Linked DNA regions of Mus musculus: region 1 is linked to region 2. Evidence: chromatin contacts called from public Hi-C data. All regions are on one chromosome and are shown on one strand. Each heading gives the region's core, a stretch centred on a gene start, on an enhancer-like site or on the middle of the called end of the contact. The rest is flanking DNA. Distances are from core to core; before and after follow the strand shown.

Region 1 (3,583 bases), core at 607-3,106, 36 kb before region 2:
AGGAGTTAGTTTGCTTTGATATTTCCTATTTTTTATGTTACTGCATTGGGTTTACATATCTGGTATTTTTTTCTTTGCTTGGTTTATTTTTTGTCAATTATATTTTTCAGATGACATATTTGAAATGGTCAAATGGGACTTGAATGTGTAGTTCAGAAAATAATTCCTTAGACCAGGAGTAGCTCTGAGGACCTGGTGTACAGTCTGTCTTATTCCCCGAATTCCATATTAGCTGTGAAAGCAACCACAGCTGCTTGATATCAGCACTAAGCAATTGTCAAGAACTGTTGGAGGACAAATAACCAGGTTTAAATAGTGTAGAGTAGACTCAAAATTTTTTGTTTGTAAGATAGAAATAGGGAGGATTTAGGATTTGTAAGAGGGAGGAGTTAGCATAGATCACCTTGGAGAAGAAAAACATTGAGGTTAGTAAAATGTAGCCAGAAGGGGAAAGTTGAGACCCCTTTGGGGTCTGCAGATTTTAGAGATTGTTAAAGCTGATGGGAAGTTTTCATTAAGTAGAAAGAGTAAGGGATGAGACTAAGAAGAACAGTATAGGAAGAAGAGGGGAGGTTATGGGGCTGGAGAGACAGCTCAGTGGTTAAGAGCACTGGCTGCTCTCCAGGGGACCTGGGTTTAATTCCCAGGGCTCCTAACCATCCGTAAGCCCAATCCCAGGGGTATACCTCCCTTTCCTGGTCCCTCCGCAGGCACTCGGTGCACAGACATACATGCAGACAAAAGCCCCCTCCCTCCCCTCAGAAGGAGGCTAGTGCATGCAGTTAAGCATGCATGCTGCTTTTGCAGATGACCTGAGTTGTATTCTGTGTAGCCACATCAAGCAGCTCATGGCTGCCTTTATTTAACTCTAGCTTCAGGGGATCCAGTGCCTCTGGCCTCTGAGGATCTACGCTCACACACACATTTGTAATTAAAAAATAAGATAGATATATGTATGTATATTTTAAAGACTGGTTATGGGGTAAATTGTTAGCTCAGCTGCACTTAGTTACAAATTAGTTCTCAATTCTTCTGGCTCTAGCAGGTTCTGCATGGTGTTGTGTGATAGAGGAGGAGATGGGAGCCTTTGATCTCTGAAACCTCTATGTTCCTGGGGCTCTGGCATATGAAAGGAGGGGAGGTTGAAAGTCCTTTTCTGCCGGGCATGGTGGCAGGCATGGGGGTGCATGCTTTTAATCTCAGCGCTCAAGAGAGAGGCAGATAGATCTCTACTTCGAGGCCAGCCTAGTCTACAAAGTGAGTTCCAGAATAGCCAAGGCTACACAAACAAACAAGAAAGTCCTTTCCTGATATAATTCCCTGGCTCCTGCACACTGAGTGGCATGTCGAGTTCCTACGCTCAGGTGTGTGAGGAGCAGCACTCGAGGTCTAGCCGTTGAATCTGTTTACTTGGCATCTATGCTGCATTTTACATGCCCACTCAGCATTAATAGCAGGTTACCAATTCTATGTCAAAGTCAGACCTTTCATTTGTCCTATTCTTACCCCCAGATACCCTTTTAGAGTTCCGACTGTGTACCTACTGGTGAGCTTTTAGCTCAGAAACATCAGAAAGGCCAAGGTGTTCCTTGATTGGCCTTTCACCTCCCTGCTTCTGTATGAGTGAGGTGACTGCTCTGTGGAATTGAACTTCTAAGAGCCTTTGCTTAGCTCTCCTAGTGCCAGGGTATCCAGCAAAGGGCAATTGTTTTAGCCAAGGAGAGGAAATCCTAGTTTTCCTGTACGGAGTTAGCTTCTTTCTGACAGACCTGGAGAGAAAGGATGGCTGTATAGTTACTCTGATTGGAAAGCAGAAGAGGCTTTGTACTTGACTAAGGAAATGACTATACAGTGAGGTCACTTTCTCCCAGCCAGGAGAAGGAACTGGTGAAGAAATGTGTATCCTTTGTAATGAGTCAGCAGGCATGAAGTGGACGGCAGCCAGCCTCCATTCACAAATAGCTACTCCAGTTGATTTCAACTTCACACCACAGGAACTGGAACATCCATGAGGACAGAAAAGTATTGGTGTGTGAGAAATGTGGGACCAGTTCTCTTTAGGGTTTTCCTTTTTTTATTTTGAGATGGAGGTCACTCTGTGTTGCCCAGGCTAACTTTTAACTCCTGGCTCCGGTAGTCCCACCTCACCTTCCAGAATAGCTTAGGAAAATAGGCATGTCCAGCTGTGCCCAGTGTCTTTGAGACTTTTTGGAGGAAGATACTGTTCTTGACTTCTGAGTTATTTTACTATTTATAAAAGAGAACTTGGTCTCAAGATATAAAGGGACTATATGCTAAGAATTTAAATATTTGATCTAATAGATAAATCTTTTACTTCTATCTTATAGTTTTGTAAATTTAGTTGTTAATACCCCAGACTTTTTGACTTGATAATAATGACCTCAGAAAACTTACTTTGAATTTAAACCTACAAAGTATGAACAAATTGAGACTACTCACAATGATTATAGAAAAGTTAAACTGTACAGTTAGTCACTTCAGTACTAAGACTCCTTTCTTTGTAGTGGTGGTGATGGTGGCGATGACACTGGGGATCGGACCAGACCCTTGAACGTGCTAAGCTGCACCCAAGCTCTATGCTATATTTATTCATAAATGCAGGCTATGCTTGATCCTAGGCCCAGAGGTGGTAATATGCTATCTAATGTATTTATTTGGGCTGACTTCAGTCTAAATGGAATTTGACATTTTATTAAGATATTAATTTTATTAAGACAAAGCTTGGAATTTATCTTTCAGAAGGAAGCCACATTCCTAAAGAACAGCTGGTCTCCAGTATTTGATCTGTATTTGACCTGTGGGGATTGATACAGGGTCTTTATGCATAGCATTTTCTTATTTAATTTTTTTCCATACACAAGACGATATGACCTGTCTTTCCTCACCTCTTTCAAATCTGCACATGGGTTAAACACCTTCACTCAGGAATCCTAACCCCAGAATTACACATTGATAAATGGAGTCGATGCTTAATACATTTTCAGATGGGTGGGAGGGTTGGTAGTTGGTTGGTTGGTTGATTGGTTGGTTTTTCTCGAGACTAGGCTCTCACCATGTAGCCCTGGCTGTCCTGGAACTCGATCTGTAGACCAGGCTGGCCTCGGACTCAGAGATCTGCCTGCCTCTGCCTTCCAAGTGCTGGAATTAAAAAGGCATGCACCACTATGCCCCGTTTGTTTTGTTGTTTACATTGAAGTAACTTGTCAGGAGACAGAACTGACAGAAACCAGAATGGCACTTGTGCTCAAAGCTGTCATGGCACAAGCTCAGAAGGACCCCTGTTTGCCTTACTTGTATGCAGTTGTGTTGCAGATGGCTTTAATCTGTGTGCTTTTCTTTTTAATATCTTGTATCTTCTTTTGTGTTCCTATTCTCTCTCCCCTTCTGACGAATAATGCTTCTGGCTCCTTGTCCTTCTTCAGAGTGAGTTTGCTAGACCAGTGGCCATTCCTAGGTCCGACTGGGAACTGCTACCTAGATGGCTTGCAAGCTTTCACACTTCATCTTTATGAAGTATCTTTTACTTTTTGTCTTTGCAGAGTTTACTCGAGAAGTGACAGAC
Region 2 (3,777 bases), core at 174-2,673:
GTCAGAGTATTGAAAGAATGGACTCCAAGAAATGGACCCCAGGAACTTTCCGCTGGGTGAGGAATTGGTGAAGGCCCAGGGGCATACAGAAAAGGCACATATCTCCTGGTGAAAGACTTTACAGTTTGTCAGTAACCTTGCAGGAGCAACTAGGAGCCAAGGCAGTAATGGGCAGGGGAATCACATCTTGCCTGGACCACTTAGTCAAATATCTTACTCTCTATTTAAGCTTTGCCCTTACTTGAGATGGACTAGGATCTTTGTGCCGAGACCCCTCTTGGGGTTAGAAGCACCCTTTCACACAAGGGTTGCCCAAGACCATCAGAAAACAGATATTTACATTACATTCATAACAGTAGCAAAATTACAATTATGAAGTAGCAATGAAAATAATATTATGGTTGGGAGTCACCACAGTTTGAGGAACTGTGTCAAAGGGTTGCCACAGTAGGAAGGCTGAGACCCACAGGACTAGGGCATGGAAAGGAATCACTAGATCTCCATGACCCTCTTTCCAGTGTGGCCATATTGAATACATTTCACTATTAATTTGGTTATTTTAATTGTCTATTGAGGGTAATTGTCTAAACCTGGCTCGTTGGAGCCCCAGGCTCTGACGCTGAGTCCTGCATCAACTCCACACGAGTTGGTAAAGGTACATTGACTTTCTTCTTTGAGACTTTCCACCTGTAACTAACTGTTGACCCTGATAGCTTATGTAGTATTTTTTGCAGGCTTGCTCCATGAAGAAAAAGAGTTTCCACTGTAAAGTGTTTAACTGGCTGTGTCTCAAGTGGCGGCGGCCACCCCTACCGGTGAGGAGTGAGGCTATAGTTGGAGCTGTCCATTCAGAGGGAGAAGGGGCCATCTCAGGAGCCAGTGCAGCTGCCAGGGCCCAGGCCCTGTGGGCACCGATGGGGACAAAGCTTCTCTGAACTTCCTCTCAATGGATGCCTGTTTCTAGGAATGGGGGCAGGGTGACGCTGCCCCATCCTCCCCCTGCAGGACGTCCAAGACTGGACACCAGAGCAGAGGAGGTCCCACACAAGGGAAGGTGCGGCCCTGCCCCTCCAGAGTTGGCCCATGAGCTGTTCATTAGGAGGTGGCACCAGGATCAGTGTTTCTGGGGTCTGGGATAATGATTGGTCTCAGGAGAGAGGCGGGCACAGGGTACTGCCAGGCCTCCCTGACCGCAGTGACCAGCTGTTGGCTGTGCCCTTAAGGGCTCAGACTAAAGGAGTCACCACACTGTTGTGGACAGAGAGAGCAGGGCTGTGTCTTGGGGTGAGGGGTACCAGGCCGGTGCTGAGGCTGGGTGGGCGTCGCTGGTGGGCAGACCCCTGGGCGGGGCCCTGGCAGGGTTACTGCAGGCGGGGCGTTAGTCCCGCCCCAAGAAGGCGGGAGAGGAGCCAGAGCCTGGCCGCGGGCTGGGCGGTGCTGCAGCTCCCGCCGGCCGGCTTCGTCCAGCTTTGTCCTGCGGCCCCTTTTCCAGGCCGTCCTGGCCGCGCCCAGCCCCCTCTCGCCATGCCGCCCGCGGGGCCCCGCGGGACCGCGCCGCTCGCAGCCGTCGTCCTGCTGGTGCTTGGGGCTCCTCTGGGTAAGGGATGGAGAGCGACACGAGATGGGTGGGGTGGGGCGAGATCAGGGAGAGGTGAAAGGGACCAGCCATGTCCTCAGAGGCTATCTTCCGGGTGTCCATGCCCCCCAGATGCTTGCGGTTGTTCCCGGAGCAGGAAAGAAAGGGCGCTGAGAGGTCAGGCAGCGGGAACCTGACCCCCAGGCGCGGGGTTCAGCTTCAGGGAGAAAGGGGCTTCTAGGACTTCTAGCTTAGGGTAGAAACAAAAGTGAGCTTTCAGCTTGTCAAGGCAGTGAGATTGAGGGTGGCTAGAACTGAATTGGACTGGTGTCCACTGGGCACCTCCACCCCTGCCCGCAGCGCTGGCGAGTGAGGACTGCTTGTGGTATCTGGACCGGAATGGCTCCTGGCATCCGGGATTTGACTGCGAGTTCTTCACCTTCTGCTGCGGGACCTGCTACCAGCGGTACTGCTGCAGGGACCTGACCTTACTCATCACCGAGAGACAGCAGAAACACTGCCTGGCCTTCAGGTGGGCTGCGGACTCCCACTCCACCCCCTCTCCGGAGGCCTCCTGCTGGCTCCAGTGCCCACCTCCACATTCTTAACTGCAGGAGTCACCAGGACTCCAAATGGTGACAGAGCTGGGTGGTTGGTGTTAGTTACCATGGGCTTGCCTGGGCTGTTTCCAGGGGCTTTCTGGATCCTGACAGGTCCTGGGAGGGAGTGTGCTGAGTTAACACTAACATTCAAACAGCAGAGTGCCTTGGTAGACGCTCTGGTGAGAGGGCAGGAAGACTTGGGTTTTGTTTCCAGGCTGGTGCACTGTGATCCAGCTAAGGCGCTTGCCCTCTATAGAGTACCGCTACCTTTTAAAATAATATGGAAGTTGCTAGCCCGGCCTGGTGGCTCGCACCTGTAATCCCAGCACTCAGAAGGCTGAGGCGGGAAGATCATCACTAAAGAGTTCCAGACCAGCCTGGGCTACAAAGTGAGACTATCTCAAAAACGATAACACCACCAAATAAATAAATAAATAAATAAATAAACAAACAAATAAGAAAAGAAAAGAAAAGAAAAGAAAAGAAAAGAAAAGAAAAGAAAAGAAAAGAAAAGAAACAGTTGCCAAAATTAAAAGTTTTGCTAATCCTTCCCCCATCCAGCCCAGGGCTAAGGGTAGGCCCTCAAACAGGCCAACATGCTACTTTAAGCTACACTCCCAGCCCCCAAATTAGTGGTTTCAAACTTTTTAAAGGGAGCTGCAAACACATAAAACTGATATAAGGGGATTGCAAGCTCTTGTAAGATTTGATGATAATGGCCCTTCATTATTTCAAAGGCTCCATTGAGGCCAACATACTTTAAACCTAACCAATATAAAAGCAGTGGTAGGTGGGCACACTACAAATCCCAGCATGCCTCATGCCAGCTACCCAGACAGCATGGCCTCCTGGGAAGTAGAGGTCTCTTAGAGCTACTTAACAAGGTGGGCAGAATTAATCCCACAGGGAACCCCAAGACATAGCATGCTGTGGCTCCCTGCTGGCCAAGAGTTGGAGTCAGCTCCGTGAGGAGTTCCTCTTATGAATGTTGGAAGGTGAGAGGACCTGTTTTTTGTCTAAAGTCCCAAGACCATAGCAGGCATCGCCTCTGCTGTAATCCTCTTTGTTGCTGTGGTTGCCACCACCATCTGCTGCTTCCTCTGTTCCTGTTGTTACCTATACCGAAGGCGCCAGCAGCTCCAGAGCACGTTTGAAGGTACGCACAGAGTCAGGCAAGATGAGTCTGAAACGGGCTGGATTGACTGCTGTGATGGGCACCAAAGGGACGAAGGACTGGTGAATTCTGTAGTAGTGAGGGTTTCTGTGTGCCTGAGCATCGCCAGTGGGAAATGTGTGCAAGTGAACCCTTGAGCGTTAGACTGCATCCAGGAATGTATGGGAGCGAGTCAGTGTGCCCTTGTATGTGCATGCACATGAACTTTCAGTCGTGCGCAGGAATGCATCCGTCGGTGGTAAGTGTGCAGTAGGTATAAGCACGTCTGGGGCTGAAGTGGGGTCTGTAGTAGTGAACACTAACTGGGCCGTGTTCAAGTACTTCGGATGTATGTTTGAGTGTTGCATGTAACTGCCCAGGCCTGATAAACATGGGGATGATGACACCATACAGGAGATCAGCATGAGGGGAGGACCACCTTAGAG

What was found. A called contact is a pair of places that touch in the nucleus more often than the background predicts.
Region 1: a Hi-C map of pancreatic cancer cells shows a contact between it and region 2, with 1.5 times the contacts expected there. The contact joins the enhancer-like site here to the promoter of Shisa4 in region 2. A contact is called at or near these places in 12 of 39 promoter capture datasets (the 3T3-L1 cell line, 3T3-L1-derived adipocytes, Sertoli cells and 6 more), 50 of 484 Hi-C or Micro-C datasets (the G1E-ER4 cell line, the MC38 cell line, cerebellar granule neurons and 27 more), 15 of 115 datasets of contacts at active chromatin or transcription factors (the 230-238 cell line, the HPC-7 cell line, the SCID.adh cell line and 9 more) and 4 of 9 other capture datasets (adipose tissue, embryonic stem cells, liver and 1 more).

What each region holds. Positions count from the first base shown.
Region 1 is chr1:135,409,459-135,413,041 of GRCm38.p6, reverse strand. It overlaps Ipo9 (importin 9), which reads left to right. Exons shown (of 24, transcript NM_153774.1): 5 at 3,561-3,583. Among named protein-coding and RNA genes, the nearest start is that of Ipo9, 19 kb to the left of the region's middle. Within about 2 kb of position 1,856, at least 79 of the 459 cell types and tissues checked have an H3K27ac peak or open chromatin away from gene starts, as enhancers often do. A contact at or near this core is called in the HPC-7 cell line, the MC38 cell line, adipose tissue and 8 more, where this site is marked.
Region 2 is chr1:135,372,709-135,376,485 of GRCm38.p6, reverse strand. Shisa4 (shisa family member 4) reads left to right here and starts at 1,423. Exons shown (of 5, transcript NM_175259.4): 1 at 1,423-1,597; 2 at 1,937-2,108; 3 at 3,201-3,334. The coding sequence starts at 1,525.